3 separate regions of the Mus musculus genome follow, and all the other regions are linked to region 2. A link is a contact called in public capture Hi-C and targeted proximity ligation data. All regions are on one chromosome and are shown on one strand. The core of a region is the stretch at or near the end of the contact, and the rest is flanking DNA. Distances in the headings are between cores, read along the strand shown. Region 1 overlaps Pip5k1b (phosphatidylinositol-4-phosphate 5-kinase, type 1 beta). Region 2 holds the start of Pgm5 (phosphoglucomutase 5). Region 3 holds the start of Pip5k1bos (phosphatidylinositol-4-phosphate 5-kinase, type 1 beta, opposite strand).

Region 1 (2,700 bases), core at 19-2,518, 330 kb before region 2:
TCGGTTCAATCCTCAGCACTACACTAAATAAATATTGCTAATATACAAGTATGTATACAGATTTCAAATCAGCAACCTGGCAAAGCATTTCAAGGAACTAGTACAGCAAAGGCAAGAACCAGCAAAGATCAGAGCAGAGATAAACTGAGAGGAGAAAAACAATTCAAAAGACTGATAAAAAACAGAGCTGTTTCGAAAAGCTACATCAGCTGACAAAAGTTTAGATGCATTGATCATGGGTGGGCACTGGAGAGAACCCAGACAGAGGCAAGAAAAGAAATAGAGACAAACGAAATATGCAAGGCTGTGAAGCTTGAAGTGCAGTGGAGGTGAGCTCTCGGGCTTTTGGAGTTGTTAGGGACAAGGCAGATGCTGGAGGAATACCCTGCATGAGCATCGTGGCCCTGCCTGTGGTGTCTCTGCAAGCCAGGCCAGAGACTACCCTGCAGCAGGAGCATGTGACACATAAGCACCCCAACAATGTGCGGCAAGGTCCCTTCAGCAATCGGCTTCTCACTTCCCACAGGCAACTCTGTGGTCTGCTTCTTAAGGTTTCTAAAAATAAGTTGCCACCAATTCCATTACACAACTACACAGGCATTTGCAATTACATTGTGGCGGCCCTTGCCTAAATGAAATAAACTTCTCTTTTTATTGTGGAAGAAAGGGGACTAAATTTCCTTGCAGGTGCAAAGTACCAACGCTCACTTTTCTGTGTCACCATCAGGAGACTCAGGACAGTGAGCTATACCAGACATGCTCACTCACTATGCCAGTCATTGGAATTCCGATCTACTCGGCCTCACCTAAGGGACAGAGAGACCTTTCTGTTCTCTGCTCTTGCCAGCGCTCTCATGCCAGATGCTACTTAAGAGAGCTTGGCCCAGAGCATACCCTGGTCTTCCTATAGTTTTGGCCATGGTAGTTCTTTGTTTTTGTTTTCACGGCTCACTGGCCTCTGGTTTAGCTGCCAGACTTGAACACAGCAGCTCTTCCTCTGGTCTCCTTTTTATAAGCTGTAGGTGACCACATCCTGTATCTTGAGAGAGGTGGGTGAGAACTTTAAAACGAGTCATGGCTAATCCTCCGATACTAGGAGAGCATTAACTAGAAATGGTAAGAGAGCGAACCCCGTTCTGAATGTCAAACATGACAAGGATTACATGAGCCTTCCAGGATGTATCAGACTCACTACAAGCTGAGCCTGGAGTACGCTGGAAATGCATTTAATGTATCTAACCTACCAAAATATCACAGGAAACGCACTAAGACTATCTACATTACCCTACAGTTGGGCAGAGTCATCTCACACAGTCTACTACAATAAAGTGTGGAGTGGCTCGCTCATTGAACACAATGAATACGTACTGATAGGGAGCCAAGTTATCCTCTGAAATGGTTCCATATCATTTTGAATGACACTATTAAACAAAGGAATCCGCACAATTCAGTTAACAAGACCTTGGATTGAAGAGAATTCCATTTGTCAACCTCATTGAAAATTAAATGAGCCCCTTCTTTACTCGATGAGTTTAAAATCCAACGGAGAAAGGTGAGACACACTTACAAATACCTGAAAACACATTCTGCAAGGCGCTAAGTCCCACAAGACAAGTGGAAATAAAATGCTCATTTCTCCCTTTTCACTGCTTACTCTAGCATCCTGGGAAGGATTCCTGGAGTGGTTACTGCCTTGGGGCTAGCACACTGGGGCTCAGGAAGGGTGCTGGTGGCAGAGGGCCACAATCCATGGCAAATGGACACCAGGAAGAGGCTATCAATTATCTCTATGCCTCCTATACCCTGGCCCGCCCATATCATTAAAGGACTGCAGCTTGCATGTTATAATGTATTTCCTGGAACTCGGAGAAAGGGAGATGAATTTCAAAAGCAAAGGGCACAAGTCCAGCACTTTATCACTTTTAAACATGTGACTCAGTAACTTATGTGGTGTGGTTTTGTGTAAAAGCTAGTTTTCCCATCTGAATAGAAAACCCATCACATCCACAAAGGCTTAACCTTGAATCTTAAGTCAGGCTTTTACCCTAAATGTAGCCACCTCATCTTTAATTGCACAACCAGGTGTATTTTTTTTTTTAGCCCTCTTATCTGTTGTGAATTTCTTGAGGACAAGGACCACATATTTGTTTTTGCAATTGCTGCCTCGCCCAAGCCCTGCCCTCTAAACGCCATCCCCTTGCCCTAGGCATCTTACACAAGGAAAGTACCCAGAGGTGTTTCCCACTATGTGTATTTATTTATTTTTAAGGTTTATTTTCTGTGTGTGTGTGTGTGTGTGTGTGTGTGTGTGTGTGTGTGTGTGTGAGAGAGAGAGAGAGAGAGAGAGAGAGAGCCCACAGAGGTCAGAGGTGTCAGATGTCCTGGAGCTGGAGATACAGTGATTGTATGCCACCAATGTGGGTGCTAGGACTAGAACTTGGGTCTTCTGGAAGAGTGGTATACATTCTTCACCACTGAGCCATCTCTCTAGCCTCTGTCCTCCATGTTTCTTTAACCCTTTTGTGATCACTCATGTGGGTAGCACTGCCTCACTTTGGATGCTGTTCTCTGCTGAGAAGACAGAGGGACAGAGTCACCTTAGATATGCCCAGTGCACCACCGCAATGTCAACTCTACTTCCTTCCTATTTCCCCACAAAACAAACAGCTATCTAGACATCAGTGATGTCAGCTCATATCG
Region 2 (2,804 bases), core at 173-2,672:
CTAAGGAGAAATGAAAACAGAGAGAGAGGGGTGGAATGGCCAGAATCCACAGGACAGGTAATTATCTGCTTTCACTTTTAAAGATGGACATCGGCAAGAGATTGCACTCAGGTAAAGTTTCATGGGTGTGGATCTGATCGCGTTCACCAGGCTCAAATGACTTTTGGAAACTTCCTACAGATAATTCAGAGACCCACCCCCCCCTAAAGTTTGCTAGTCACAAGTTTGGGTAACTAGATTTGGGGCTAAGCAGGGGTGGGGAGAGCAGGATGGATTTACCATTTAAGGGGGTGCTTCTGTCTGTAGGGTAGGGAAGAGGGAGCAGACAGAAAGAAACTCAAAGTCTAAGAATCAAGGTTGCAGAAAAAAACTGCAGAGGTCTTAGAAGGGAGAGAGAATGAGGATGCAGATGGGAAGGAAGAGGACCGGCTGGTCAATGCTGAAGGCATCTTGGAGGGGCGATAGGAATTGCGTTAAGAATGCTGCTGCGAGTCTCACTTACATCCTTTAGAGACCTCCTGGGAACTGAGAGCCAAGGTTGCAAAGCCCCCAAAATCATCCAAACCATTCCTGTCCCAATCAAAGTCACCACTAAAGGACCACTGGGCTAGAGTGAAGTGTTGGGGCCCAGTCTTGACAAATAGCACATGGTTCAATACTGGAGTGTGCCCACGCAGATAATTGTTAAAATTTGGCAGCTATGATTTGGAGAGAGAGGATTACGGCAATAATAATAATAATAATAATAATAATAATAATAATAATAATAATAATAAATAGAATAAAAGAATACCGGAGTGAGATTATATTGGCAGACTCGAAAAAAGTCTGTGTAGGGAGGTGGGCAATAAATCGCTTGGAGGAATACGGGACACCCAAGGCTGTGATGGAGTGGAAAATGGATGCAGAACGAATACAGCAGAAAGTACAACAGGTGCCGGAGAAGCCTAAGTTTCCAGCCCAGGGGCTTTGAGAAGAGCAGCTCCTCTAAGGCCAGTGTCCCACTGTGCCTAGTGGCTGCCAGTGCGCCCGGGTGGGAAGCTGGAAAGAGCACAGGGAGGTGACCAGGGTGTGGAGACCCCGCAAACCGGGGCGTGAGAGTCACTCACCCCATTGGCCGCAGCCATCTGCACCACGATCTCAGTAGCCGTCCTGCTGAAGTACCTGCCGTCGCTGCCCACCACCATGGTGCAACCCTGACGGTCGCGCAGGTCGATGGACGACAGCACACTCTGGATGAAGTTGGGCAGGTAGTTGCGCTGGCCCTCGAAGAGCCCTGTGGGCCGTCGCAGCCCGCCGCCACCGGTCGGCCGCTGGTCCTCATAGGGCGCCGTGGGCACCGTCAGCACTGGGATGGGGCTCCCCTCCATGGCGCCGCTGGCCGGTCCTGCCGCGGCTGCGGGAGCCTCGGGGATCTGCCGCCCTCCCGGGCCCCCGCGGTCTGGCCTTGCTCCCGGCTCCGCCTTGCGCCCTCCCCGCCCCTCTCCACCCTCCCGTCGCTACTCTCGGATTGTCCCCCTCAACGTCCCAGAGTGGAGTCTGCCTCCACCTTCAGATAGTTTTCTGCAGCCCAGCTCTTTTCCAGAGGATCGCCCAGCTGTCCTCAATTCCTTTCCCCAGCTCGCCTGACTTTGGGAGTGTCTCAAAGCCAAGCTCTAGGACCAGCTCCTGTGTCCCCAGCCACACCACACTCTTGAGTCCAGTGCCCCGACTCAGCCTTCCAGCTCCTCCAGAGGCCCACTCTCCACTAGAAGACAGCCTGGCACTGGAGTCTGAGCTAGCCAGGGGCCTAGCCCACAGCCCTCTCTCCCCACACCCTGAGTCTGCTTAGCTCAAGTGCAAGTTTCTCTCCCTAGTAAGGACAGAGAGGGAGGTGGGAGGGGGCTAAAACCTTTTGCCATCAGAGAACAGCCCTAGCCAAAAATAACCCTGGAAAGGAGAGCTGAGAATTGTTAGGCTCTGCCAGAGGTGAAACTGAAGGCTGGGCAGTGAGTGTGTGTGTGAGTGTGTGTGTGTGTGTGTGTGTGTGTGTGTGTGTGTACACTCAGCAGGAACATTTGTTGTGCAGAATCATACCCTGTCGGCCCCTTTAGTCCACAGGACCTACCCCAGCATCTACATTTGTAGCATCTCTCCAGGTGGGAGTTTTGTTTTGTTTTGTTTTGTTTTGTTTTGTTTTCATTGTTGTTGTAACTGCAACAAACACATACTTTCTTATTCTTTTCCTGCTTGTCCTTCCTACACATCTGCTTAGAAATCGGCTTCCCTCACACTGCATCTGTCCACGCTACCGAACTCTGGATAAAATACTTTCGGTAGGCGATTAAAACGCACTTAATGTCCACCAGGAATGAATGAACGAAGCCAACTGAAACAAAGGTGAGGTGCCACCTACTGTGCTTGGCCCCCTTGCCTGAAGCCTTTCTTTCTGATCCTCCTCAAATCCAAAACCAGGAAAATCTTCATATAGAGAGGAGTGAAAAGGGAGGGAATTAAAGGGGGGGGTGGGGACTGAGCTCGGCACACGGCTGTGAACCCAACCATCTACAGTGTGTGGAGAGACAGAGGACAAAGCAGAGAAAGCTTCGCAGGAGGTGTGGGACTAGAGTAATTCCCAAGATTCAATGCAATGGGAAAGGAGGGAAAGGGAGGCAGGCCAGCTTCATAAGCACCAAGGCTGGCACGTCCTTCATCCCCCGTCCTAGGTGGGCAGAGATAAGAACCCAGTCCTAGTCTCCAGGCTGGATGCTCCTGTGCTGAGCTCAGCTTCTTTACAAGGTGAGTCAAGAGAAATGGGGTGCTCT
Region 3 (2,931 bases), core at 319-2,818, 450 kb before region 2:
ACACTACAGGAATAAAGACTGTTTGTGCAATATAAAGTCAAAGTCAAGAAGGGCTATGACTGCCAATGGGGCAGAATCATGAGATGCTGAAAAAGGGTCCTGACACCCAGGGGTTTTGTTTCTTCCTCTATAAAACAAAGGTAGTAAGCTAATGACCAGAAAGGTTTCTTATACATACAAATTACTGAAAGAATACTTTCCGGTTTCATTTTGTTTCCAGCATTTATGGTCAGGAACTGAAAGCCACTTATTTCATATGATTTAATGTTTTTTATTCCACCATTTTTTTTCTGTATCTACTATTTTCTCCCCATTTATAGTCATGCCTGTAGAAGCACTCTTCGGTCATAGTTACACCAGTAGAGATACAACAGAAAGCAAATGTGCCATGCCTCCTTTGGGTTACAACTTTCCAGGTCATACTGATATCAAGAAAGGGGAGCAGATTAGGCATATCCCCAGGTAGTAATGGGGGAAGCAACTTCGCTTCCCATGCCTGCAACCTCCAGCATTACCATATAAGGAAGGCTGGGGCGTCACTGATTTCTGCACCCCGCCCCCCGAGCTCCAAAAGAGCAGTATTGAATTGTTTTTGGAATTGTTTAAGACCACAGATGTCTGAGCTACCAACAAACTATTTAGGACTCTTCCCTGGCAGTGATCACCACTTGGATGGATGTGAGATTGTTTGTAGACCCTTGAGACTTGATCCTAACAAACCCGCTTCCAGTGGCTCATCAGAATGGGATCCCTTGTGGTCCCAGTAGATGCATGACCTGCCGTGATAGCACAGAATGAAGAGTCTGGTCCATCATCAACTGCTCCCTTCAGGATGGCTGCTCCACCTTTCCTGAGGTACACAGTTAATCGGAATGTTTCCATAGTCCAGGCCTTTACGGACTGTGTGCTCTGTCCAACTGTGGTCATCTCCTGGCCATCTTACCACAGCCTTTGTTCAGAGCTAGCTCAGCACTCATGAACTCAATCACCAAATACAAGCCACTTCAAGGAACACTTCTGTTCATAATCAGTCATTTTATTAGAGTCCAAGGATACAGACGACCGTCCCAGCAACTAGGACATGTTGGACTAACAGAACAAAGCAATCTATTAACACTCCTCAGCCACGAATACGCTTTATTCAGTAAGCGACTTGGTAGCTGCTGGATGGATCATCTCAACACTCAGAGTCTATAGGCTATGGATACATATTCTGACTGTAGAGCTCCTTCCATGGGCAGGTCCCATGGCAGTAAGCATTCAGCATACACACAAACAAGGAGTTAAAATCTGGAGATTCCTGTGTTCTATTTTCTGACATGTTCCTTGGGCCTTTGTATAAAAGTTCTGCTCACTCCCCACTACATCCCCCATGGTGGCTGCTGTTCTGTGCATTCTGTGCCTCTTTAAATAGCCTAACCTGCCACCCCACCCCGCCCCACACACACACCTCCATCTTGCCTTCTTCTAGGCCTTGTTAGACACAGCCTGTGCCTGGATAGGATCCTTTAATCTTTGCTCCAGCCCTAGCATCTGATACGGGCTCCAGAGTCTACCTATGGTTGCTTAGCAACAGGCAGGCTTCTGAACTAAACACACACCTGATTTGGTTATCTAGCTTGAGAGAAACTTCTGCCATCCAGTTGGGTAAACGAATGAGCTTTTGAGAGAATGAACTAGTATGTGAACAGAAGTGAACGCAAGCAGCCTTGGCTTCTGCAGACCACCACCAACTAGGGCTGCCAGGCAGGTCAGCACCACAGCTGCTGGGCTCCAATGGAGGAGGTGTGGTGATGGGAGGGGTTCCATCTTGGCTGGGGGCCCTAACCGAGGAACAGGATTGGAAGTGCTTGTGCATCTGTACCACATGGTTCAGTCTGTATGAAAGGTAACCACCTGGTGTTGGGGGCAGGGAACCCCACACAATATGGAAATTTTCTTTCAAAGATTCAAAAAGGAACAAGGAAATGCAAATCTTTCCAGGACAGCTGCCCCTGAGCAGAGCTTAGAGCCAGAGGAAGGCTTAGGGCATCCTCCCAATCAGTATGTCCTCTTGGGCCCTCCTCTCCTTTCTCTGTGTCCTTGGTGATGATGGAGTTTGCTGAGACCCAATCCCTCACCTGGCACAGCTTCGCTGCCTGCAGCTGTTTGTGTGACGACGGCAATGGCACAGAGTCCCTTTGTTCTGTTTATTCTTATCTCTTCAAATCCGGTTCTTGAAACTATTTCAAGACACCCTCCTCTCCCTCAAACACAACAGCAACAACACCCCCAGTATACCTAAAGCCTTGAACCCACAGATGGAAAGAACCAAGAGAAACTGCCTTTCCACTCTGATAACTAAGAACAGAGGCCTGAGGGAGAGGCCAAGTCATACAGAGAATGCTTTCATTGGCTCCCAATCTCCAAATGAGGTCCTTGTACCTGTCCATTCACCCTGTTAAGATTACAGAACTCTTCTTAACCTGTACCAGACCAGATATGCCTAGGTTAGTCTGTTTCTCAGTCCTCTGAACAATCTTCTAAAGCCAAGAATTAGCTAAGTCAAAAACTTCCATAGGAGGGTTTCTCTTTCTTGGCTCGAGTGATATGTTAGACTGGATACTTTTAGGTTGTGGGGGAGAGTCCTGTATGGCCTCCATTTGCTCTAAGCAAGTCACCCCTCTTCCCCTGATAGGACACTCCCACATGTCTATAGACACTGCTAAACACCCACTGTTGAGAACCGTATTTTCATTTAAGTGTAAAACTTGCAGGGCCTACACTAAGTAAGTCATTTCTCTCTGTGGGTGACAATGCCACGTGAATACTTGCTCTACCGTCAGCATGCCTGCTGTCCTGTTCCCTGAACCAAAGGAATGTCCTCTGTCACAGGCTCATTAGAACAATGTTTGAAAACTGCACAGTTTTTTTAAATGACATCTTGTTACA

What was found. Capture Hi-C pulls out chosen DNA fragments and counts their contacts.
Region 1: a targeted proximity ligation map of cardiomyocytes shows a contact between it and region 2, with 2.7 times the contacts expected there. A contact is called at or near these places in 3 of 39 promoter capture datasets (the 3T3-L1 cell line, hippocampal neurons and liver), 3 of 130 datasets of targeted methods (bone marrow-derived macrophages, cardiomyocytes and large pre-B cells) and 1 of 9 other capture datasets (adipose tissue).
Region 3: a capture Hi-C map of embryonic stem cells shows a contact between it and region 2, with 5 times the contacts expected there. A contact is called at or near these places in 2 of 39 promoter capture datasets (cranial neural crest and hippocampal neurons), 3 of 130 datasets of targeted methods (bone marrow-derived macrophages, cardiomyocytes and pro-B cells) and 1 of 9 other capture datasets (embryonic stem cells).

The regions. Positions count from the first base shown.
Region 1 is chr19:24,526,468-24,529,167 of GRCm38.p6, forward strand. The region is part of intron 1 of Pip5k1b (phosphatidylinositol-4-phosphate 5-kinase, type 1 beta); the gene reads right to left. Among named protein-coding and RNA genes, the nearest start is that of Pip5k1b, 28 kb to the right of the region's middle.
Region 2 is chr19:24,860,420-24,863,223 of GRCm38.p6, forward strand. It overlaps Pgm5 (phosphoglucomutase 5), which reads right to left and starts at 1,423. Exons shown (of 11, transcript NM_175013.2): 1 at 1,110-1,423. The coding sequence starts at 1,370.
Region 3 is chr19:24,414,441-24,417,371 of GRCm38.p6, forward strand. Pip5k1bos (phosphatidylinositol-4-phosphate 5-kinase, type 1 beta, opposite strand) reads left to right here and starts at 1,569. Exons shown (of 6, transcript NR_167769.1): 1 at 1,569-1,750. The region is part of intron 3 of Pip5k1b (phosphatidylinositol-4-phosphate 5-kinase, type 1 beta); the gene reads right to left.